Regions from separate parts of the Mus musculus genome. Here all the other regions are linked to region 2. The links are chromatin contacts, called in public HiChIP or PLAC-seq and promoter capture Hi-C maps. All regions are on one chromosome and are shown on one strand. The core of a region is the stretch at or near the end of the contact, and the rest is flanking DNA. Distances in the headings are between cores, read along the strand shown. Region 1 overlaps Polr2b (polymerase (RNA) II (DNA directed) polypeptide B). Region 2 holds the start of Fip1l1 (FIP1 like 1 (S. cerevisiae)). Region 3 holds the start of Rest (RE1-silencing transcription factor). Region 4 holds the start of Hopxos (a long non-coding RNA gene). Region 5 holds the start of Polr2b (polymerase (RNA) II (DNA directed) polypeptide B). Region 6 holds the start of Srp72 (signal recognition particle 72). Region 7 holds the start of Aasdh (aminoadipate-semialdehyde dehydrogenase).

Region 1 (3,464 bases), core at 249-2,748, 2.8 Mb before region 2:
TTTTTTAAAAAGGAAAAGAAACTTACTAAGGGAAAAAAAGGAACAGAACAGTAGAAAGTTGGATTCTATCAAAAGAAGCATTCCCTATTGTGTGGCCACTGTCACATGAGGAAGAATGCCTGTGTCCTACACATGTATTCTCCCACAGCATCGTTAGCTGTGCTCACCACCCCCGCAACCCCACCCCAAATACAGGTTTCTCTGTGTAGCCTGATATCCTAGAACTCACTCTGTAGACCAGACTGGCCTTAAACTCCAAGATTAGAATTCAAAGATCCACCTGCCTCAGCTTCCTAAGTGCTGAGACTAAAGGCACAGGCCACCACTGCCTGGCCAAGTTGTGCATCATAATTCCACTGACCACCCACTTACTGCTACATAGAACCAACCAATGGGAATGCAGTAAGGAAGAACTTAAGAAAAAAAAGGACACTATACCTTCACACAATACTGTTAGGAGTCCACTTCGCTAGGGTAAGAACTTTCTAAGTGGCCTGTGACAGTGACTAACAGGAGACAAGAACTGCTGAATATCCTTTCATTATCTTAAGATGTTGAGCAGTATTTTAGCTAATAAACTGTGCTGCTCTCACAGCGGTTTAGAGAAGACACTGAAGAACAAGCAAGCAGCAGAGTGAGAATGCAGCGGGACGTGTGGCCATGAGATAACACAGCCTCACTTCTTTCTTCCCCACCGACTAAGGAGAAGAGATCTGAAGCAAGAATGCCCTTAAGTCTGAGCTCTAAGAGCACCACAGGATACATACATACACACATACACACACACACACACGCACACGCACACGCACACGCTAGATAAGAGGAACAGCAGCACAGCCTGGCAACACTGCACAGGCCAGCACAGCAGTGAAAGGGGAACCCCACAGTTTGACGTTATTATGGTCTAACTCCCCCCAGAATAGCTGTAGTCATTTTGTTCATGCCTGCCAGCTATTTCATATTGTTGCTGTAACATGCCTACCAGTCACTGACACAAAAAAGTGACTTGGCTAAAGGACATGCTGACCACATACCCTGGTTTTGTCCTGTATGTTCTGAATATCCTGTATGAGGTCTTAAGAAATTCCACAATGCTTTACATAGGAGTCTTCAAATCAAAGGCCAATATGGACTGTTATGTCTGGCTTAAGTCAGAGCTGGTCACCCGGAGCTAGTCTTCCTGCGCCTGTGTATGAGCTCGCTGTGGCTTTCGTGCTGACACTGAAGAATGCTGCTAACAAGCCCTGACCCCAGCAGACATCGCTGTCTCTTACCCTGGCATGTCTCACGTGTAGGCTTCTCAAACACTTCTTCTTGATCAAATCCCTTTTTAGACTCTTGTTCTTTGTATGATCGGTAGAAAACAGACCTAAAAACACAGTTGCAAAGGTCATTTATATTTTCTTTCAGTAAAATGGCTTAGATTACAGCAATGGTGTTTGGCTTAACTGATATCTGAGAGACAATTTGAACCACAAAACAGGCACAAGGGTCACTATGTACTAGGGTCAAGGTTCAGTTTAAATGGATTTTACATGTAGCATTTGACTCACAACTGTAAACACTTGGCATCACACATGAGACCAGGGGGACCCAGGTAATAAGTCCAGCCTCCTACTGACAGAATTCCTCTCCTAGCAGCCCGAGCACGGCCTGCCTTCATCTGCTCAAGTATCCCCACTGAGGCGTTTTTATATGAAGTTATGATGTCCACACTTCAGTCCTGGTGCTGCTTTATAGAATTATATAAGGAGAAAAGTTTCCCCTCTAAATCCCCCGTGTTTGAAAGAACCTTCTTATGCTACTACATATTTAAGATTAATCTATTGTCAGTAAGAAAGGGGAATATAGGAAGCCAAGTCATGGTGCACATTTGTAATCCCAAAACCCAGAAGACTGGGATGAAGGACTGCTGTGAGTTCAAAGCCAACCTGGACTACACTGTAAGTTCAAAGCCAGCCTGGACTACACTGTAAGTTCAAGGCCAGCTTCAACTACATAGTGAAATTGTCTCTAAAAACAAACAAGAAAACAGATAAAACACACCATTATTTTACCAGCAGTTATTTCAGAGTTCTATTTTCTATTTCTTCCTTAGATGTTTCTATATTATCTAAATGCAATTACATATTTGCTTACAACAGAAAAACATTTAAAATATCACATCTGAAAACCCAGAGACACAAGACTCACCGCCAATAGCTGTATGACCACCAGCCAGGTCTGCTTTTGGATTAGGGCAGTCAAGCTTATTCTTTAAAAACTTTATGAAAAAAAATGCATTTCCACTATATCTGTGTTTCAACAAATATTACTATAAGCTGACCTGAAAAAGCCTCGATCCACAGCTGAACGATTCATGATAACAGAGTCTTCTTGATTATAGCCCGTGTAGGATGCAATGGCCACAATTGAGTTGATTCCTACAGTACATTCAAAAACAAACAGTAAAGGACCCTCTGGGAAGCAGGGAAACCTATCCTTTCATTGAAATCCATTTTCTTTCATCCTATTTGTCACAAACACTTGGATGTTTGTATCATGGAAACTGTTGCTGTCTCCTCCTCCCTGAACCTGTGTGTGAGGCAAATGCTCTGCTTGCTTAACCCTGAAACCATCACTCCCAGGGAAGCCATCCTTACTATCAGTACTCCTCCATGTAACATGGTCTATAACTACAGAGTGCTTCCCCTAACCCTAAATAAACAAGCTTTATTGTTCTCACGACTCTAAGGTAAGAACATACATACGCCTCCAGAGTGAATTAGCGACAAACTCAAGCCTCAGACCCTAGCCTCCTAATTTCTAATTTTAAATATGAAACCAACACCACCCTGCTGCTCTCTCCCCATGCCACCACAGTTGTGGCACCATCTTTCAGGCCACAGTTAGATCTTAGTAGCTGCTGCCCTAACTACTGTAATGGATAGGTGGCTAGGTGTGTGCCACAGGTCTACCACCTGACACTCGGGGAGGCAAGGGCAGGAGGACCATGTTAGCTCAGGAATATGAAAACAGCCTGGGCAACATAGGACCATCCCATCTTTAAACAGCACCAGGAAGGAGGAGGAGTGGGGAGAGGGAGGCAATGAAAGGGGAGGTGGGAGAGGGAGGGAACGAGAAAAAAAGAAGGTGAGCCCACACTATGGCATTTGCTGTACAAGTCTGGCCAACTAAGTCTGACCCCAGAACCTATATAAAATGGGAAGAACCAACTCCACAAAACTGTCCTATGATCTATATGTATGGCACAGCATCTGTGCACAGTAATAATAAACAATAAGAGATTGATTCATTGTAAGGAATTATGAAGCCCAAAGTTGTATTCCCAGCACTAACGAAGCGTGTAGGAAACTCAGCCTATGGGATATAGTGACCCAATCTTTTATCAAAGAAAAAAAAAAAGAGGAAAGAGGAGGAAGAAGAAGATTGATAACACATAATATAGTAAACTAAAGCACTAG
Region 2 (3,362 bases), core at 632-3,131:
CTTTAATCTCAGCACGTGGGAGGCAGAGGCAGGTGGATCTTCTTGCCAGCCCGCTCTACAAGGTGAGTTCCAGAACAGCCAGGGCTATGCACACTACACAGAGAACGTTGTCTTGAAAAACAAAACAAAACAAAAACCCAACTATGTTGTGTACACCTCTAAGCTCAATTAAGGGTGAAAGTTACTCTACAGTGAAAAGTTGGCAAGTACCTAATAACTCAAAAAATTGTCCTATACGTTACTAGAAAACAGGACAGGATTGGTCCACAAGTAGAAACAGTCCTTCAACTTTGGTCAAAATGCAATTTCGCCAAGGATTATGATCAAACAGTAGACAACTTGCTAGAATCGCAATCTGTGTAAGACATCAACAGGAGAGAGTTCACCAACCTGGCATTTTCTTCTTCTGGCCTTTCAACTTCATTCTCATCTACCAAATAAAATAAAATAAAATAAAGTAAATAAAGAAACCAAGCTTAAGCAACAAGTAGTATAGAAATCTGAAGGGAAGATCACAAGCACTAACCTAGATCCTTTGCCAAGTCACTGTGCACATGCACGTCCCACGGGCCTACAAGCATAGCCAAAGTTAGATCACTTCATAAGCAAGACACATCTCTTATGGAAAGAAATACAAGGGGATTTACACATCATGCTAAGAGAAACCCCACACATTTCACATTTTAAGGGTAGTACCGATGCTGTCTTTCCACTAAAGAAATAATCAATTTTACAAGTTTATCGGAGTTTCATTACTAAAAGGCTGCTTAAGACGCTAACGTTCACTTTTATATAATCTATGAAATTTATGTCAAGAATGTATGCTCTAGGAAAGAACAAAATACTTTCAAATCTGGTATAACAGCCAAGGGGGATTACGACTTAAAGTTAAAACTCAGACATCAGACATGTCCCCTACAAAAACAAAGTACATGACGCATTAAATTTGGGGACACAAACACAAAACACCGAATACAAGCCTATGGGAAGAGTCACGAGATACAACTATGACGTGGACTATACAGGGCTCTTTAAAAAGCAAAAAACAAAAAATAAAAACAAAAACAAAACACTTCACCTTAATACAGGCCACAATTCAGGGTTTTCTTTATGGACCACAGTGTATTTCATCTGTTTCTTTTAATTAATACTTTTAAAGCACGACTTTCAGACAAGGAGGTACCCTTGCAGGTGCATCCCATACAAACTGACCATCAAGAAACAAGACGTTAGTTTCATTGCACTGACTTTATTTAGCTGCTATTACAGAATGACGGTTTCTGAAAGAAAGGGACGAGGAGGGGCACCCCATAGCCACTGAGCAAGAGAGACACCAAAGCGGCTCAGAATCGATAAAGAGCATGAATAGAGAGCGCAGAAGCGAGGAGGCCCGGGCGGTGCGGAGGAGGGCGACGCAGGGCTGCCCGGCCTCCTTGGCCCGCGTCCACCGCGCGGTGAGTGCCTGCGGGTCCGGGCGAAGGCCGGGAGCAGGCCGCACTCGGCCTAACCAAGGCCGGTTAGGGCCAATACGAGAGGCCTCGGACGCCTGGGCCTGAAACGCTGGGAGGAAGGCCAGAGAGAACCGGGGAGACAGACAGGAAGTTCCGTACCGCCATACAGCCACTCTTCCTCCTCATCCCCTCCGGTCCCGCCGCTCAGCTCCACCAGGCGCTCCACCTCGCCGGCCGACATGGCCGCCCCACGCACAAGTTAAAGGCGGCGGCCAACAGCTCTCTCAACCCCTTTTTCCAGCCTCGCCGTCCCAGGGCGCGAGAATGGGAGGGAAGCCGCCGGTAAGCGAACGAAGAGCGCGAGACTCAAATCTGGGGCCAACCTCGGTGGAGGCGGCGACCCTGAAGAGTCAGCGACCGATCCGTCTGCGCATGCGCCGCAGGCACCCAAGCGGCGCGGCGTCTCTAGGTGGTTACGCTTCCGCGGCGGCGGGCACCTGGGCCTCTCATTGCGCAAGCGCCGCGCGATTGGCTCCTCCCCCTCCCCGCCCCACCCCAAGGATTCTAGCTTAGCTTCTCAAGAGTGGCTTTCTCTGGGGCTTCTGGTCTTCTTTGAAGTTCCCTTCCCCCAACCTTCCTCCCACTCCCCAGTTCCCTTTGCTACACCATTGTTCTTTTCTGTCCCTGTTGCCTTTCTCCCTCCACTAGTCTATTTTAAAATCCTGAAGGCCAGCATCCCGCACGGGTTTGACTGAACCACAATTGTCAATTCGTCGAAATTTTAACAACCAACAAAAGAAAAATTTAATATATAAAGGATGCGTTCTCTTTGTTTAAAAAATTATTAGTATTGGGCATAGTGGCACTTGGTAGGCAGAGACAAGTCACCCTGGTCTACATAGTGAGTTCCAGGATAGCCTGGGCTATACAGGGAGACTCTGTGGCCGGAAAGTTTTATTTAAGTTACTTAAACTGGTCATCTGAGTGGAGGGAACCTTGGTTGTGAAAATACCTCCATAAGATCGGGCTGTAGACAAACCTGCAGGGCATTTTCTTAATTAGTGATTGATGAGGAGGGTCGAGCGTTAGACTTTATCTGTATCACTTGATTCCTCGTTACCTGAGTAGATCACGAGGGTTTTAATTCTTCTTAGTTTTGAACTCTTGTTTGCTATGCCCTGTTCCCCTGTAGGAAATTCTTAAATTGTTTCAACTTCTGTGTACAATTTCCTCGTAAAAATCTTCCCTGAATTCAACAAATATGTATGAAAGTCTACCCAAGTACTAGGAACTCTTCAAGACTATATAGATTGGCGGTTAAAAAAAAAATCCTTTCTTTCATGAAGCCTTTATTCTAATGGAAGATGATAGACACATCATGTTGATAAGGATTTAAAAATAATAGTAGCTGTAAAAAGACCCACGGCCAAGTGATTAAAAGGGAGGTATAATCTAATATCACGTGGTAATTAATTAATTAATTAAAATAAGTAGATCCCTTAATGGAGAAGGGCTGTAAGCTCTGTGGGTTTCTGCATGGGGGCTACTTGACAAGGAGATTAGGAACATGCAAAAGGCCCAGAGACAGAGAAGTTCCAGGCACCCAACTGCATTTGGAGTAGAGTGAAAGGCAAATGTAGATAAACTGAGTATGCAGATGGGGTGAGCAGGGTTGGGGTGAGGGGAGTAGAGCAGAGCTAAACTCTCTTTTAGACCACAAGTCTTATTGACTACATAGCCACTTTCCCCAGAATCTTCACTAGGCCAAATCTGCCTTCGTCTTGTTTAACTTTCACTTCCATCTGTTGTATGGTGCACCATATCCTTTTGGCCTTTGATACTATCTGCTTGAGAGTACCGTGGGCAGTTACCACCACCACACCGTGGTTAGCTCCATTCTCACTGTTAAGT
Region 3 (3,533 bases), core at 692-3,191, 2.7 Mb before region 2:
AGAGAAAGAAAAACCACAGGCGATTCTGGGGCCTCTAATGAGCACATCAAGAAATCTACAAGACTTCAACTTCTTCATGAGAATTCAACTAACTCTAAAAGAATAAACTGAAAAAAGTAACAAATTTTAAAAAACTTTTTGATGACTCTTAAAGGGGTGGCTACGGATCCCTTCTTCCCACAAAAGGGGAAGTTTTAAAGTGCTTTTTTGTTGTTGTTAGAAAACTCCCTCAAGAGTCGTGCAACTCAACACGTCAACCAACTTAGCCGCATTGTGCTTGACTTGGCCTACTTGCCTAGGGGAAGCCATTACAGATCACCTTCTTGAAAACAAGTTGAGTTTCTAAATGGTCTCAACCTCCAGCCTCAAAGGTACCAGTCTCAGAACTCAGTGTGCCTCTTGCAAATTATTAAAGGCAAGATATGCAAAGAATAAAAAAAGTACTAAAAGACAAACTAAAAACCGAAAATACTAAAAGCGGGCCGCTTCACCTAGAGTCTAAAACACAAGCTCGCCCGCTCACTCGCTCGCTCAGTTACATGCCCCAACAAAAAGTTGAGCCCGAATGCCATCACAGGAAACGGCTCTCCCCTAGTTCAACAGCCCCACGGATTCCACAACGGACCTCAACATCCACTCTAAAGCTTCCCCCACGCACCTCGGCAGCCACACTCCCAAGGAAATCTCCACGTCTCTCGGGCAGACTGTGCTAAGCACAGCCCGAGAGCAACGTGTTGCACCGAATTCCTATGTGCCGCTGCCACCAGCGCCGGCCTCGGCGGCGGCATTCCTAACTGAAATAGGCATTCGGCCATTTTCTCAAAATACCAAACACAAAGCAGCTCTTTGCAAACTTGGGCCCTCTTGCTTCCTCTCCGCCACCAACCCGCGGGCGGTGCCTGGGCTCGGACCTCACGCGCTGCCCACCACCCTAGAGGCGCCTCCCCGGCCGGCCGCGGCCCCGCAGCCCCCTCCCCCGCCGCCCGCCACTAGCCCGGCCGGGACTGGGCGGAAAAGTTACCTCGCTACCCGCGTCCGATCGGGCCTGTACCGGGGCTCCGCGGCGCCCTCCCGAGGCTGTCGGCCCCCGGTCGCTGCGAGGGGCCCCACGCGGGCCGCCACCGCCGCCCCCGTGGCCCGGAAGTTTGCGAACTTCGCTCCCCCGCTGCGCAGAGCCAGCGCGGGCCGCAGAAATCGCTGTCCAGCCTGCCGCCGGCGCCGCCCGTGCCCCGGGCTGAGTCAAGCGGGGCGGCCGCCTTCCGGCCCTGCTACGACTGGGGGGGAGGGGGCGGCGAGCCTGGGACGCCGGCGGGGCCGGGGGCGTTGGGCCCGAGGCGGAGGGAGGGCGGAGGGGGGAAGTTTCAGGACCGCGGTCACCAGCAGCGGCGCTCCGGCCTCCGTGGCCCCGGATCTCAGCGCCGTGCGGAAGGGCCTCCCCGTGCTCCGCTGGGGGCCGATGCCCACGCCGCTCCGCACCAGCCCCCGGCCCAGCCCGTGACTCGCTCCGTAACTCGATCCCGCCCCCGCCCGGCCGCCGCGCCGCCCGAGCCACAGTATCTGCAAATCAGCCCTGGACAGCGCCTCGCGCCGCTCCGCGCCTGCCCGCCGCCCTCCCCCGTCGCTCTCCTCGCTCCGCCGCGTCCTACCCTCTGAACTGTGCGCCCACGGTCCGCCACCCCCGCGTCGCCGCCGCTCCAACTCCTTTTCTTTGTTGCTGGACTTTCGGGGGAGGGGAGGGGAGGGAGAGCGGGGAAAAGTTGGGCGTCGAGGCCCTCGAGATCCCGGGGTGCGATCGCGGAGCGGGATCAGACCGCCGGCCCTGGTTCTGCCGTCGCTGCGGTCCCGGCCGCCCGGGTCTGGGGCCCGCGGCCTCGGCGGCGCTCCTCGGTCTTCTGCTGCTGCGCCGCGAGCTCGCGGGAGCCGCACATTCCAGCACAGGACGCTGCGCCGCGCACCCGGCCCGCGCCGTCGCCGCCCGCCCGCCCGCCGGACACGCCCCCTCGCCGTCCGCGCGCGCCCGCCGACACGCCCCCTTCCCCGCCCGCGCGCGTGGCCGCCGAGCGCGCCCCGCCCCTCGGTCCCGAGGCTCGAAGTGGACTCCTGGCCTGCCTGGGGGCGCGCCTCGGGGGAAACTTACCTAATCCGCCCGGCCCCCGACTCCCGCCTTAGGCTCATTAAAGGGGCGGAACCTACTCCCTGAGCTTCTTTCTTTTATAAACAAATAGCAGAAGTTAGCCCCAGCCTTACCCGGGCGTGCACGAGAATTGGGGTTGTTGGAGGAAAAAACGTGCAGGCATTGACCGCCCTCTTGAGAAGTATTGTCACTGGCCTCTTAAGTAAGGCTGAAGCCTCGAAAAATACTGTTCAGGCCTGGCGTGTGGGCTCTCGCCGTTAATCCCAACACTCAGAATGCTGTTGAGACTGGAGGATCAAGAGTTAAAGGCCGGAGTTCAAGATCAACCTGGGCTACTTAGGGACACTAGTGCAAGAAATTAAAAAACAATACAAAACCCGAAAATCGGCCCTGGCTGCACAAGTCTGTAATCCTACTTGAAAGGCGTGAGCACCAGGAGATCCAGGTCATTGACTTGACAAATTGGGGGGCCCGGGGGTGGGGGATTGCTCTTGTCTGCAATCAGACTCAGAATTCAGTAGACAGAGGCAGGAGGATTGCTGAGAGCTTAAAGCTTTAGTGTGCTATGTAAGAATTTTCAGGCCAGCCATAGCTACAAAGTGAGACCTTTCTCAATCAAAGAAACAAAATCTAAGTGCCTGCCTACACAGATCTTTATGCTTAACTGTAATTTTAAGCTTCATGAGGTCAAAATGCTTTCACATTGCAAACTCTTAACCAGGAGAAAATCAGTCCTTGTGGGGGTTGAGACAAAGCCAAGTCCAGTTCAGTACCTGACGTCTTATAATGGGGACAGGGAGTCTCAGGTCCTGTCCCTTCTCACCTGAAATGCTTTTTTAGCCTGCTTTTAATGTCTTCCTGGAAGTGGGCCTTGTAGCCTTTAATTTGTAGTTAGTGAACTACCAGCTAGAGTTTAAAGCTCTCGGCCGCCTTCAGGGCCCGGCATTTCCGGATCTAAATGTGTGAACCTCTCGTTGGCATTACTACAGAGGTAGCAGCAGGTGGGTGCTAAGAGGCTGGAAGCAGAGCTTCAGGTTTCTCTGACATTTTCCTTTACCTCTTTTCTGGCACGCTGTAGAACCCATCTTTCAAAAAAAAAAAACAAAACAAAACAAAACCCTACAATATATTACTAGTTGGTACAAAATTGAAGGCAAGGCGGAATGAAGGCCCTAAGGTACTTGACCACCAAAGATTTCAATGGCTGTTTTTTCTGGGACAGTCTCCCTACATAGTCTAGGCAGGCATCCAAATTGTGGTCTTTCCACCTCTGGAGTGTTGGTCTTACAGGTATAGGCCGCTGCGCACCAGAGTCTTTTCAGTGCAAGCTCCGTGCATTGAATCAGATTTGAAAAGAACTCTTAGAGGAATAAAATTGAGGAAGAGGGAAATGAAAAGC
Region 4 (3,285 bases), core at 49-2,548, 2.6 Mb before region 2:
GAAGAAGCAAAATAGTCACACTTTTAGCATGTCAGGGATGAGAGTCCCTAGGAATTAGCTTTGCAGCCATTGTTCATCCTTGTTCTGGTGACCGATGGACGCAACAAAGCTAGCCTGGAGACAAAGCCCAAACTCCCAAAAGGAAAATACTTCCAATTCCCTTTCTGAGCTGGAACAGGAAATGCTTTTACACAGTAAATAGTCATCAGATGGGACCTTTGACCCTACGAGGTCACAGAAGCTGGGGATAAAAATAGCTTTGAGAGGTTTAGATGGTGTTCACGGACGACAAGAGGACGCAGCTCACGAGAGGACGCAGCTCTGGCAAGCATTAAGGTTGACAGTACACATGGTGACACATGGTGACAGGAGGAAGAGAGGCAGGATGTTGCTGCTCACAGGGGAGTTTTCCTAGAGAACCTTGAAAGAAAATGTTGATGTAAATGTCCTGTAAAGAGAAACAATCGCACATCCTGTAGGTCAACAGGTCCAGCCCTTGTAACCACTCTAGAGAACCCCTGGCACCGCCAGAGAAATAAAATTATTTTTAAAAGCTAAAACTTATCTTTCAAGCTTACTTCCCTAAAATGATCTCAGTTTACTGCCTACTCAGATGTTGCCATGGTACAGAGCCAAGAACAGGTAGATAAGCCATAAGAGTTTCCAAACGCTCACAGTTAATTTCAGTAATTAAATGGTAAGAGATGACCATCGTTGAAATACTCCCCTTGTCTCTCCCACACTGGGCTTGGTTGAATGTGGTTCTCGCTCAGGAGCTGTGGAGTAGTCCTAGACATAGCTGCAGATGGTCCCGAGACTTTGCTAGGCTTGACAACGACAGTTCTTTGCTTAGGGACAGTAATAACAAGGCTTCTATTTAAAAGAACACCTCTTCTCCTGGCATTTCTATCATGGATACTAGAATGTCGGGGCAAATAAATATTCTGCCTCCTCTTTTCAATTGTTCCCTTTAGGGCTAGAGATAGAACCTAGGACCTTGTGTATGCAAGATAAGCGTCCTATCCACTGAGCTATAGCCCAAATATTCTAGTTACTGTTCTATTGCTGTGAGGAGACACCATGACCTAACTTCTAGAAGAAAGCATTTAGCTGAGGGCTTGCTTACAGTTTCAGAGGGTTAGTCCATGAACATCAGAGTTGGAAATATGGCAGCAGACTTGGCCCTGGAGCAGTAGCTGGGAGCTGAAATCCTCGTGGCAGGCAGAAGACAGGGAGGGTGGAGAGGAAGAGGGAGCGAGGGAGACAGAGAGACTGGGTTTGGTGTGGGTTTTTGAAACCTCAAAGCCCACCCCACAGTGATTTATTTTATTTATTTGTTATCCAACAAGGCCACACTTCTAAGCCACCCACCAATGGGGAATCAAGCATTCATATGTATGAGCCCATGAGGGCATTCTCATTCAATCTACCACACAGGCTGACTTTTTGTTAGTTTCTAAGGGACACTGAAAGTTTGAGTGAACCCCCTTTTCATCTTCTGTAAAGCAGTAAGTTAAGTAACCTCTGAGTAGGAAGATCCTGTCTTCCAAAGCAGAGACCCATCACTTCTCTTGGAAAAGTAGCCACACGGCATTTTTTTCTTGCTTGGGAAAATACAAAAATATTTACAGAGTCAATTGCTTGCAGGCAGTTCACAATGAACACAAGAAAAATGCAGGCAAAGAAAACTGGAAGATGTCCTAAGCAGTGATTCACCTGGATTATCAATGTAGCTCACAGTTGGTGGCATGCTTGTCCAAAATGCATGCAACCCTGGGTACACTCTCAGGAGGCACACATGGGCAAGGGTGCAGATACATGCACACACACACACATACACACACACACACACACACACACACACACACACAGATGGGGGGGAGGTAGGCTCAGAAATTCAAAGTCTTTACCAACTATATAGCAAGTTTGAGACCCTGTCTTAGGGGGGAAATCCACCTGCTTCAGCCCTGTGGCCAACTGGAGTAGGTTTATGGTAGCAAATTGCTTTCTCTCTTGATTGGATATTAGTGGCGCTACAGAGAAGTCATAATTCTGGGAGAGGGAGAAGATGTTTAAATAGGGAGGTAGCCAAGGTTCATAGCACTTCGTATGAGCTCGTTAATGTAAGTAGATATGTCCAAAGCAAAGGACTACAGGCTCACAGGACATAAAGCTGAGCCTGTGACACAAAGGTCAGCCCAGGCTTTGGAACGGATTTAGAAAAAAAGCCAGCTGGTTTTCATTTAACCTCTCGAAAGGGCTTGTGCAATGACTTCCCCAAGCACAGAACTAAAACACAATGACAGGACACACTGCTCTTCGAGGTGTTTCACAAGATGTGAACAACCGCAGCAGTTAACTCTGGTGTTAAGATTGAAGTTGACAGGGCTTCAAAGTAGTTGTTAGTTCTTTGTATCTGATATTGGTTAGGCTAAGTTCAGAGAAACTTCTCAATGGCTACTTTATTTCCTTACTGGAGACAGTTGAGGACCTTTACAAGGTCACCATTACCAGGGCCGCTTGATTCTTACAGTAAGACAGAAAGAAACAAAGCAACAGCAAACATTTGCCTACCAGGGAGGGCTGAAATAATCGCGCCTGAGCTCTGCAGGGCAGTAACAAAAAACTGACGGTAGTGCTCTTGCGTCCCCATAGCTAGAAGCCAAGTGTGCTTGTTTAGTGTACCTTGGAAAGCTAGATGCTGTCCAAAGACCCTCCCACAGTCTCCTTAGCAGCCAACCAAGGCCAGCGGTCCTCTACCAACTCACCCTACCAGTCCTTTAAAATAAACCAGGACCTCCCCCACACAACCCCACTCAGTTTGGTAACAGAAAGCCACAGAAAACTAATAAAATAAAATGCACTTGATCCCACGTAGCGACATTAGCAACCCATGAGTTATACACCAGCAGTTACAAAAAACCCGGGGAAGCGTGTACGCCCGTCTGAGTCACGTTCCTGCAGTGGGCTATTTCTGAAGGCCTGAGGATTCCACCGGGCATCAACAAAGGTCCTGGTGGAAGAATCAGCAGGACTGTATTAAATGGAATGGGCAAGAAGCAACACCAGAGGCAGCCGTTACCCCTGCTATGTTTCAGTTGACAGCTCGAATGGTGGTGGTGGCCTTGGTGGACAGCATAGGCTGGGATTAGTGTCTAATTAGAGATGCACCCTTTGAAAACGGAGACAAGCCCCTCCCTGCCCTCATGCTGATAAGTTTCTCCCACTAAACTGAAGATAGACTGCCTTACTGTAAGGGGGCTAGCAGACCACGGGCCTGGAACC
Region 5 (3,255 bases), core at 94-2,593, 2.8 Mb before region 2:
AAGACTGACTGCAGAGCATGGCCCACACTAGGCAGTACGAGCACCAGGCTACATCTCCAGTCCAGTAAGAAAGCTTCGTTTGAGCATCACGCTCCTGTTAAAAGTATCTGAAGAGTGAAATATGCTCTACAGAAATATATAGTCTGAGGGCCATGAACCTGAATTCAAACTCCAGGACCTCTATGGTACACCCCATGAGTGCGCCCACATTCATACATATGCACAAAATAAATAAATGTCATATGGTTTTAAAGCTCCTAAATTTCCTTCAAGTAAGAATAACTTTAAAAAGAATATAACGATTCTAATAGATTCTAATGAGGTATGAATGGGTCTGAGACATTGAAGCAATTTTAAAAGTTAAAGCGTTTGCTTCTATTGTTTCCATGAGAAAAGGGGGAGGGAGGGGAATGCATAGGACAGCCACAAAGTTGGGAGCTGGAATAAAATGATTTTTGATCAGAGAAAAGGGAGCTTAAAAAAAACACACACACAACATGAAAATAAAATGGGTAGGACTAAGAAGTGTTCATACAAAAAGTAAAAAGCCATTTTGTCCTCGTGAAAATGGAAAACATACCATCCTAGAACTGTCATCTCGTGGGAAGTGACCGCTTAAGGCCATCTTTTAAGGCAGTTTACTTAAACTGAAGACAGTGTGAAGGAATGTCAACCCAGAACCCGTTCTTTGTCCCTAATACGTCCAGAGTTTAACAATGTCTAACACAAGGACGTGGTCAAAAATTGAGCTTCCTGGGCCTAGAAATATGGCTCAGAAGCAGAGTATGTGCAGACAGGCCCTGGGTTCAATTCCCTGTGCCGTTTAATAATAATAATAATAATAATAATAATAATAATAGCTATTCAATAAGTCGACTGAAATGATAAATGAAATCAATCAACATCAAACAACTAAATGTTAGTTAATAAGCTACGCTATGTCGATTCTGGAAGGTGGTTACAGATTTAACGGGAGGCCGTGTAGGGAGCAATCAAGCCGACCCAGGAACGTGAACCCCGAGCCTGCACCGCTAGCAAAGCCCACTTCGTTCCCGGGCTAAATCGTAGGAACCAGGCTGCCGGGAGCCCGCGCGCCACGGACGGGATGCGGCGGCTGGCGCTGATCCCTGCTGCAGGTCCCCCGCCGTCCCGCCTAAGGGGCTATAGCGTGAAGCGTGCCTCAAGCGGTCACTTACCCTCGTCGGCGTCATACATCTTGGCCAAAGGTTTCTGGAGCTCTTACTCGGAATCGCAAAGCTGGAGACGGGAAGCGCGGCGGCAAACTCAAGAGTGCGATACCAAGCAATGTCCGTCTCCGACGTTCCCAGAATCCTCGGCGTCTCAGCGAGGGGGCGGGGTGTGAGGCTTGCGCCTGCGCAGACGACTGGCAAAGGGTCTGGCTGGACTTGAACTACGCATGCGCGAGTGATGACTAGCTGGCTGCCGCTGAGGACAGACGGCTCCTTAGCCAGAAGTTAGGTTACGCTAATGAAAGTTTCTTGCTGCGTGTTTTGATTTGTTTGAAGATTTATGAAAGAAATGGCTCCGCGTGTGGACTGAGCACTGGAGAACCTTCTGCTCACCCAGCTCTATCGAGTCCGTGCCTTTGCACGTCTGCCTGAACTCTCGAGTTTCAGAGCTGTCATCGCGAGAGTGCGAGAATCGGCCGCACTGTTGGACAGTTCCCTCTCGTCTAGTCGCTGGGGGAGGAACTTCTCGGACGCGAGCGCGCGTGCGCGCGCGAGGCCCCGCCCTCCTCGCGCTGTCCACATGCTGCCCGCGCGCCTGGCTTGCGGGCTGCTCTGCGGGCTCCGGCGGGGCCCCGCGCCGGCCGCTGCGTGCTACGGCCCAGCACGGTGGCTTCTGGAGGGGAAGTGTGAGGTCCCCATCCGCCAGCGTGCATCATCCTTGGGCCGTCGGGTTCCCCCGAGCTCCACGGCGACCGAGGACTATGCAGAAGGCCCGGACACGGAGGAACGCTTTCTGTTCCCGGAGTACGTCCCGGAGCGGACCCCGGAGGAACAAGTGCGGGAGTTGCAGGAGCTGCGGGAGTTGCAGCAGCTGCAGCAGGAGAAGGAACGAGAGAGATTGCAGCAGCGGGAGGAGCGGCTTCAGCAGAAGCTGCGGGCGGGCTTCCGGACGCTGCCTGTCCCGGAGTTTCCAGACGCCTCGGTGCCGCCCAGCGGCATCTACTGCTCGGGCTGCGGAGCCGAGCTGCACTGCCAGCATCCCGGCCTGCCGGGCTACCTGCCGGAGGAGAAGTTCCGCGACGCTGCCCAGGCGGAAGGCGGCCCGGCGCGGACCGTGTGCCAACGCTGCTGGCTGCTGGTGCACCACGGACGAGCCCTGCGCCTGCAGGTAAGCCGCGATCAGTACCTGGAGCTTGTGAGCGCAGCGCTGCGGCGTCCCGGGCCGGCTCTGGTGCTCTATATGGTGAATCTTCTAGACCTGCCGGACGCCCTGCTGCCCGACCTGCCCAAGCTGGTGGGCCCCAAGCAACTCATCGTGCTGGGGAACAAAGTGGACCTGCTGCCCCAGGACGCTCCCGGCTACTTGAAGCGGCTGCGGAAGCGGCTGTGGGACGATTGCATCCGCGCCGGGCTCGTGGTGGCTCCTGGTCATCAAGGACCACAGTACCCTGCCGGGGATGAGCCACTGGAGGAGATAAAGAATCAGAATCCGTCCTCCAGGTCCCGCACGGTAGTCAAGGACGTGCGACTGATCAGCGCCAAGACGGGCTATGGAGTTGAAGAAATGATCTCTGCTCTTCAGCGCTCCTGGCGCTACCGTGGTGATGTCTACCTGGTGGGCACCACTAATGCTGGCAAGTCCACTCTCTTTAACACACTCCTGGAGTCTGATTACTGCACCGCCAAGGGCTCCGAAGCCATCGACCGGGCCACCATCTCCCCCTGGCCAGGTGAGGCCCCATTGCTGAGAAATTAGATTTGACCCAGGCACCTAGTACATATCCTTAAATGTCCACCTTGAGCTGCCTGGAGCCGTCCCTTTAAAATGTCTTTCCTCTCTTTGGACATACCTCTTGTGACAGGTTAGTGTTTGGAAGTTCGATGCATGTTTGGTTTTCTAATAGAGATGTTTCTAGAGGGACTGGGGCTAAAGTGCTTGCCTAGCATGCACGAAACCTGAGTTAGTCTACCGCATCCAAAAGGATGTGCGGTGGCAAACTCCTGTATCCCCAGCATTAGGGAGGTGGAGGCAGGAGGAGATCAAAGCCATTCTCAGCTACATCGT
Region 6 (3,580 bases), core at 912-3,411, 2.4 Mb before region 2:
TGCGCTACATAGTGAGTTCCAGGCCAGCAAGGATTAGATCAAACAAACACACAAATGCAAAACAAGAAAAACCCAAGAAAACAGAAAACAAGTAAAGAAAAAAAAAAAAACACAAACAAAATAAAATTCTGAAATTCTTCCAACAGTCCAGCAGAAAGGAACCAAGATCACTACTTTGTCTTCCAACTTCAGAAAGACCAACGAAAAAGGAAAGAGAAGCAGGCCAAAGGTAAAGCGCAGAAGAGAGCAATGGGAGGTGAGCAATGGGCGAGGTGATAGCGATGGCCAAAGTATTTCCAATGACAGTAACTAACAATAACGACAGCAACTAACAGTCACTTACTTGGCTAACACTTTGGTGTGAGTATTGATGACATTCAAGGCTTCTTTGAAACTTCCATTCTGGATAAGGCAAACTACTTTACAGTGCAGGGCAGTGACATCATCCTTGTTGATCTGCAATACTAGAGAACAGTGTTTAGGAGAGCCATTTCTAAATCCATTCCTCTTGCACACTTTTACTAAATACAGACGAGAATCCAGCTTGCCTAACGAATGTGAGGCCCACAGTCTAATCTTCAGCACTGTAAAGCAAACAAAAAGTACAATGTAGGGCTGGAGAGATGGCTCAGTGGTTAAGAGCAACGACTGCTCTTCCGAAGGTCCTGAGTTCAAATCCCAGCAACCACATGGTGGCTCACAACCACTCGTAATGAGATCTGATGCCCTCTTCTGGTGCATCTGAAGTCAGCTACAGTGTACTTAGATATAATAATAAATAAATCTTTTGTTAAAAAAAAAGTACAATGTAGACATGATTTATCTTTAGAGTGTTCTAAAGAAATATTCAAAATTTCCCTTTCCCATAAAGAGATCAAAGGGAAATACAAAGAACTCAGGCGGCCACGGCTCTATGCCAACAGCGTGTCAAGTGTCAAAATGACTAGGACCATGGTTCCCCTCGCTCCTAGTCAACCACAGGAATCCAATTCTCACTTTACGAGTCGTCGAAGGGACTTCTAGAAATTAATAGACAGGGCTGAAGGGACAGTCTTGGCTGATCAAAGAAGTGCTACAGAGTTTTATACCGATACTAAATATTGGTTGTAGGCCCACTGAAGGGCTAAAGTGAATTCAAGTAAGTTTGGCAATCATCAATTCTAATTAGTAGCTGTCTTCCTTAATGCACTGTGGCCACTGTCACTACTTTTATAGGAACTCAGGAACCCGAAGGTTTAAAGTGTATATTACTGTGATAGCCTTTATGTAACTGGGGCTTTGTACAGCTGAAGGGTTTCATAGTTACATCACCAAACCTGACACACACAGGTGTATCTACTGTACAAAATATAGCACGGCCATATTACAGGCACATAGTGATGAATAACAACTTATGGAATCTCATACTGAAGGCAACTAAAATTTGAAATTATAACTTATGGGGGCTAAAAATGCAGGTTAGTTTCCTTACGTTATTTTAAATGTTGGGACGCTCACTCACTCACTCTCTGGCTAAACACTACGGGGAAGACTTTGTGCGTGGAAATGAATAACGACTTGATATTCACACCTTTCCAATCTGCAACGCTTCCACCTTGTCTGCAACAGAGCGGATGCTACGTGTCCAGACAGGTTTCCTTCCCCGGCCCCAGCCCCAGTCAACAAGTTTCCTCCATGACACTGTCCTGATCCCTTCACTCAAGATGAACGAAGAAAAGTCAATCTGACATCTTTGCAAAATCCCGCCGCGGAGACGACACGAAAAACATTTTGGGAAGCGGTTCCGGACGCCATGGTCTCTTTAAGTCCCCCCTCCCCCTCGCGCCCGGTCTCGCGGGGACAGAGGGAAGTACACGTGGCCTTAAGCGACCGAGCTCGGGCCGCCGGTGGCCGTGGGACAGCGACCCGCCCCCGGGCTTGGGGCCGAGCCTGAGGACGCAGCGATCCCCCTCCGCGCTGTGCCGAGGGGTCGCACGCTCGACCCAGGAGATGTCCTCCTCCCGACAACCCGGGCCGCCGGGACACTTACTCTTGTTGACAGTCTTGAGGGCACGCGTGAAGTCGCTGTTCTGCCCATAACGGTTCACCTCACTCCACAGCGCAGGGACTGACACCCCACCACTGCCGCCGCTCGCCATCTTGGAGGAGGTGGGGGTGAGGTGGGGGAGGGGGGTGGGAGGAGCAGGGCGACCTCTGCCCCGGAAGAGGATCTCGAAGTTGGCTCGGCGAAGGAGGAAGTTGATGGTTGCTAGGCGGCCGGGAGTCGCGAGCTGGTCTGTCCCAGAGCTAGCGTCAGAAATCGGTTTTTAATTTTTTCTGTCTTGCGGCAAGACATTTGTTTGCCTGACGCCCTTACTCCTAATCCAAAGGTGACTGGAGGTAGGAGGGGTCAGATTCAGAAGGCGCTCGCCGAAACTGTTAGCCCCAAGCCGCCGGCATTCTGGGGAGACCCCTGTGCTCCGACTGTGGCCGGGCGACAGTCTTTGGGAGAGAAAACTCCCGGTTCTTCGGGTGGTAGGAGGGGTACCTAATTTAAGGAACCGTAGAGAGGCTCTTGAAGGCGGCAGGTAGAGCCACAGCTGCTCATGGGTGCTTCGGGATTGCCATTTTAGGACACGAGCGGTGATTAGAACCTGGGACTAAATCTAGAAGTGAAGATAGGTCTGGGACTGACAAAAATACAGTGAACGGCACTGTTTAACCTCCCTTTGAGATCTAGTTTCAGGAGCAGTGTGGGCTGGAAGCCCGAGGAGATGAGAAGGACCAGGTTCTGAGGTGAGTATATTGACTTAGGTAGATGTCATACAATAAACTACGTCCTGGAGGCCTTCCTTAATGTACTTTAAGGAAACCTGTTCTTGCAGCCTAGCCAGTACACATTCTGCTTCCAAGGCTCGACTTCCTTGTGGAGAAGACCCGTGCATACTATGTAAGTGGTCTTAGCATTCAGCTACACCCTCTACAAGATTACACCATCTACAAGGCTCTCTATTCCTGAGTATTGATCCTTAAGTCCCCTCTCTTTGAACGACCTATAGTCCTAAGACCAGAGACCTTATTTACTTTGCTTACTACCTGGGAGACCTGAACCAAACCTTCCTTCACTTCCCCTAGACTCAACCTAATGTTCTCTTAATGTTGCTACTTAGGTTTTAAACCACCTATCTACTTCCTGTTTCTTGCCTGAGTCAAGTGCTGAAACGCTAGCTGATTGTCATATGTGTGGTCAGTATGATACATCAGACTGAACTTAAAAGAGTTTCTTTTGGGTCATGATTTCATAGATTTCAGCCACAGTAGGTTGGCTTTGTTGCTTTGGAACCTCAGTGAGGTGCTTCATCATGATGGAAATCATGTCGTAGTGGCCCTAAGCCGCTCACCTAATGGTTACTGGGAAGGAAGAAGCTGGAGAAGCCACAGACAAAATGTCAAGTTTTTAAAAAGTACACTCACGCTAGGCACCATCTCCTACAGCTGTGACCCCGCCAGGGGGGTTACAAATTAGATATTTAAATTACTATTCATAGCAATAGCAAATTTAGTTATGAAAGTAGCAACAAAATAATTCTATGGTGGTGGC
Region 7 (3,333 bases), core at 709-3,208, 2.4 Mb before region 2:
TGGTGTGTCTGAAGACAGCTACAGTGTACTTAGATATAATAATAAATAAATCTTTTTTTTTTAAAAAAAAAGACGGTGTTCTTTCTAGAGAGAGAAAAGTCAAGTGTGCTGGCTAGTTCTTTGTCAGCCTGACCCAAGCTAGAGTCATGCGGAAAGAGGGAACCTCAACTGAGAAAACACTTCGTCGCATTGGGCATTCTTCTTGCTGCATGACTGATGTGGGCAATGACACCCCTGGGCAGGTGGGCTGCTCTTCCAGAGGGCCCAGGTTTAATTCTCAGTATCCACAGGGTGACTCAACAATTAACTCTGGTTCTAGACAACCTAGTAAGATCATTTTGTGGCCTTGCTCCAGGCACCATGTGTTGCATAAACATGCACTTAAAAGACCTATACACATAAAACAATTTTTAAAAAGGAAAGAAAGAAAAGCAAGCTAAGCAAACCAGTAACCACCATTATTCCAGTCTCTGATTCAGGCCTTGAGTTCCTGTCCTGACTTGTGATAGTGATAGTGCTTTGATAAATCTTGGTTCCCCCAAGTTGCTTTTGGTCATGTTTTATCACAGCAATAGAAAGCTAAGAGAACAAATACAACACTTAAAAAGGTGTTTGGCGAGGCCCATAGTACACAGGAAAATGTGGTTTTCAAACAGGTATTTCCTGCACTGTTTGGAGGGACAGATGAGAAGGCAGATCTGATTCCATGACAGGCTTCAAATTAGCAGTTTAGGAGACTAGGCCTAAGGTCAGGCAAATCAGTTACTAGAAGAAGAAGAAAAAAAAAGGCTTCAGGCAGTTAGTCAGAACTGCCCTGATATCTGAGACTGCCTGGCCACCTAGCCTGAGGTAAGGACAATGGGTCAGCAACAGTTTCCAGACTTCCTCTACAAAGATTTCTAGACTTCCCAGTAACAATGCCTAGAGATAAGTAAGATAAAGCTCTCCTACCCTGGAATTCCAATGTGCTTTCAATGGAGCCTGCGAGCTCATTTGCTTTTACTCTGTGTCTTTGTAATGGGGACGACCCCACCATGCTGAGCTACAGAATAAAACACACTTTGTGTTTACATACTATTTGAGTCCAGGGTGTCATTCTTCATGGACCCTTACAAGCTTCTGTTTTCCAGCAGATAAGGACACACTCCTTTGTTTTTTAAGGCACTGTATGTAGATAGTGCTTAGCCACTTCCACCTCTCCCCCCAACAGGAACCAAGACAAAAATCCCATCTTTCCTCTCTGCGAGGGCACAGTAACTCACCACAGTGGTGACCCTTCCCATTTATTGTAATAATTGTGCCATCGGAAAAACACACATCCAGGCATACAGTGGCTTTAGGGACTGCTGTTGACCTCAGACAGGCCTGGGTTTCCTCATAGGGAAGTGTTGTAAATAGCTGCAAACGCCAGTTAGGAGTTTCATTCTGACAGGGGGCTTCCCTGGCATACTTCACCGCTGCCATGACGGTCGCAACCAATCTTGAGTATGTTCCCAGAAGGTGTGGAGGGGATAAGCCAAATTTACTCGCCAATTAGGCGGTGATTACTTCACTTCAGCCTTTGGGATATTTCTACCCGCACTTTAAGGAACGAGGAGACTCCGGGTCTCGGAGATATGGCTCTGCTGTCAAGGAAGCTCACTGGCCATCCAGAGGTCCCTTCTAGGTCTCCAGCACCCATGTGGTGGCTCACAACCACCTGGGACTATGCTCCAGGGAATCATCGGCCCCTGCAGGCACACGGAACACTCAAATTCACGCAGACGCACAGGCATGTTGCCTGAAGCGTCACCTTCAGCGGCAGGGCTGAATCCGCACGGACCAAACCCGTTGGGCCAAACGCGGCGGAGACCTGTGCGCCACGTCTGGGCGGAGCCCCGTAGGCGAGAGCCCGCCCCCCGACGCTGGAGTGACGTCACGGGCGCCCGAAGATGACGCAGAGGTCCGTTTTACGGCTGCTGAGCGTCTGCGGCTGGGCTAGGAAGTGCACGCCACGCGCTGTCGTGAGAAGGTGGGGCGGGAGAGCGCGGGCGACCCGGGGAGACTTTGTGAGCTGCCGGACCCCAGCTTGGAGCGGCTGTGTGGGTCACCTCGGTCACCTGCTGCGCCACCTCTTAGCGTGGTTCCGAGAGCCAACGAGAGGCTTTTGTGATTGTAATTAAGGTGGCTGCGTGAGAAGTATAAGATGCAGACGGATAATTTACCTATATATATAATGCCCAGTATAGGGAGAACCCTTAAGATCAGGATCTGTTGGTGATTAAATGGCTTTATTTACAGTTGTACATTACCGAGCTGCTAATCTTAAGGCTATAACACGAAATTTGCTTGCTAGGTCATCCCTTTTCATGGCTCACTTGTTTTTCTTTCCTTTTCTTTTTTTTTTTTTTAATTTAAAATTGTGCGTGTGTGCGCGTGCAGCATGGTGAAGAAACAAAAAGGACCTTTCGGAAGTGGGTTCTCTCCTTCCATTATGTGAGTCCCGTGATCACACTTAGGTTTTCTGGTGTGATGGCAAGTTAGTTTCTCCACTGACCCATCTCGATGGCCCAAGTCAGTCTGAAGGGAGGGGAGGGGGACAAAGACAGGGACAGAGACATAAAATTCAATGGCTGACATGAATATCTGGACAAGACTGAATTTTGCCACTGGGAGCTTTTAAATTCAAAGTAGAAAAACTCCTTAATTATAGATTTTGTGTGGTGAGTTTTGTAGCTAGTTATAAAAATGACATTTTAAGAACTAAGTTATAGCCGGGCGTGTTGGCGCACGCCTTTGATCCCAGCACTCAGGAGGCAGAGGCAAGCAGATTTCTGAGTTCGAGGCCAGCCTGATCTACAAAGTGAGTTCCAGGACAGCAAGGGCTACAGAGAAACCCTGTCTCGAAAAAACAAAACAAACAAAAAAAACCTAAGTTATAGTCTTGTTATTCTACTGCTGTGAATTATGTTAGTAGATTATATTTTCTTGTGAGAAAATAGCAGTTACACGTGCTTGCTTTTTAGAGAAAAGGCAGCTTTTAAACAGACTTTTTTTTTTTTTTTTAATTTTAGGTATAGCAGTGTTTTACCTGCATGTATGTAAGTGCACCATGTTCGTGCCTGGTGTCTTCAAAGGCTGTGGGATCAGCCAGAACTGGAACTATGGACTGTATTGAGCTCCCCAGTTGGGTGCTGGTATGGAATCTGTGTCTTCTGAAAGAACAAGGACGGTTTAACTCCTGAGGTACATCCCCAGGTTCAAACTAGATTTTTGTAAAAATATGTATAATACATTAATGTGGAAAATTGGGCGCTTAACAAAATTTATTTGGGTATTCTGTGGTCTTCTGTA

Evidence for each region. Promoter capture Hi-C pulls out the DNA fragments that hold promoters and counts their contacts. HiChIP or PLAC-seq counts read pairs in DNA pulled down with a chosen protein or histone mark. Capture Hi-C pulls out chosen DNA fragments and counts their contacts.
Region 1: a contact with region 2 is called in a promoter capture Hi-C map of liver, with 5 times the contacts expected there. The contact joins the enhancer-like site here to the promoter of Fip1l1 in region 2. A contact is called at or near these places in 3 of 39 promoter capture datasets (the C10 cell line, liver and pre-B cells) and 1 of 484 Hi-C or Micro-C datasets (CD4 T cells).
Region 3: a promoter capture Hi-C map of pre-B cells shows a contact between it and region 2, with 4 times the contacts expected there. The contact joins the promoter of Rest here to the promoter of Fip1l1 in region 2. A contact is called at or near these places in 2 of 39 promoter capture datasets (the C10 cell line and pre-B cells), 1 of 484 Hi-C or Micro-C datasets (CD4 T cells), 1 of 115 datasets of contacts at active chromatin or transcription factors (thymic regulatory T cells) and 1 of 9 other capture datasets (adipose tissue).
Region 4: a contact with region 2 is called in a promoter capture Hi-C map of liver, with 4 times the contacts expected there. The contact joins the promoter of Hopxos here to the promoter of Fip1l1 in region 2.
Region 5: an H3K27ac HiChIP or PLAC-seq map of thymic regulatory T cells shows a contact between it and region 2, with 13 times the contacts expected there. The contact joins the promoter of Polr2b here to the promoter of Fip1l1 in region 2. A contact is called at or near these places in 4 of 39 promoter capture datasets (the C10 cell line, hippocampal neurons, liver and 1 more), 2 of 484 Hi-C or Micro-C datasets (B cells and CD4 T cells), 1 of 115 datasets of contacts at active chromatin or transcription factors (thymic regulatory T cells) and 2 of 9 other capture datasets (adipose tissue and liver).
Region 6: a contact with region 2 is called in a promoter capture Hi-C map of adipose tissue, with 4 times the contacts expected there. The contact joins the promoter of Srp72 here to the promoter of Fip1l1 in region 2. A contact is called at or near these places in 2 of 39 promoter capture datasets (liver and pre-B cells), 1 of 484 Hi-C or Micro-C datasets (CD8 T cells), 3 of 115 datasets of contacts at active chromatin or transcription factors (large pre-B cells, pro-B cells and thymic regulatory T cells) and 1 of 9 other capture datasets (adipose tissue).
Region 7: an H3K27ac HiChIP or PLAC-seq map of thymic regulatory T cells shows a contact between it and region 2, with 17 times the contacts expected there. The contact joins the promoter of Aasdh here to the promoter of Fip1l1 in region 2. A contact is called at or near these places in 4 of 39 promoter capture datasets (the C10 cell line, liver, neutrophils and 1 more), 7 of 484 Hi-C or Micro-C datasets (CD4 T cells, CD8 T cells, memory CD8 T cells and 3 more), 4 of 115 datasets of contacts at active chromatin or transcription factors (astrocytes, large pre-B cells, regulatory T cells and 1 more) and 2 of 9 other capture datasets (adipose tissue and liver).

Annotation. Positions count from the first base shown.
Region 1 is chr5:77,338,280-77,341,743 of GRCm38.p6, reverse strand. Polr2b (polymerase (RNA) II (DNA directed) polypeptide B) reads right to left here. Exons shown (of 25, transcript NM_153798.2): 17 at 2,327-2,423; 18 at 1,275-1,369. Among named protein-coding and RNA genes, the nearest start is that of Polr2b, 30 kb to the right of the region's middle. Within about 2 kb of position 1,498, at least 3 of the 459 cell types and tissues checked have an H3K27ac peak or open chromatin away from gene starts, as enhancers often do. A contact at or near this core is called in liver, where this site is marked.
Region 2 is chr5:74,534,010-74,537,371 of GRCm38.p6, reverse strand. It overlaps Fip1l1 (FIP1 like 1 (S. cerevisiae)), which reads right to left and starts at 1,881. Exons shown (of 18, transcript NM_001159573.2): 1 at 1,611-1,881; 2 at 527-571; 3 at 391-430. The coding sequence starts at 1,692.
Region 3 is chr5:77,263,902-77,267,434 of GRCm38.p6, reverse strand. It overlaps Rest (RE1-silencing transcription factor), which reads right to left and starts at 1,941. Exons shown (of 4, transcript NM_011263.2): 1 at 1,647-1,941.
Region 4 is chr5:77,096,843-77,100,127 of GRCm38.p6, reverse strand. It overlaps Hopxos (a long non-coding RNA gene), which reads right to left and starts at 1,298. Exons shown (of 2, transcript XR_880408.1): 1 at 1,127-1,298. It also overlaps a transcript of Hopx not described here.
Region 5 is chr5:77,308,572-77,311,826 of GRCm38.p6, reverse strand. It overlaps Polr2b (polymerase (RNA) II (DNA directed) polypeptide B), which reads right to left and starts at 1,343. Exons shown (of 25, transcript NM_153798.2): 1 at 1,197-1,343. The coding sequence starts at 1,215. It overlaps Noa1 (nitric oxide associated 1), which reads left to right and starts at 1,741. Exons shown (of 7, transcript NM_019836.3): 1 at 1,741-2,920. The coding sequence starts at 1,771.
Region 6 is chr5:76,973,282-76,976,861 of GRCm38.p6, reverse strand. Srp72 (signal recognition particle 72) reads right to left here and starts at 2,161. Exons shown (of 19, transcript NM_025691.1): 1 at 2,030-2,161; 2 at 344-464. The coding sequence starts at 2,138.
Region 7 is chr5:76,904,101-76,907,433 of GRCm38.p6, reverse strand. It overlaps Aasdh (aminoadipate-semialdehyde dehydrogenase), which reads left to right and starts at 1,958. Exons shown (of 16, transcript NM_173765.4): 1 at 1,958-2,011; 2 at 3,054-3,225.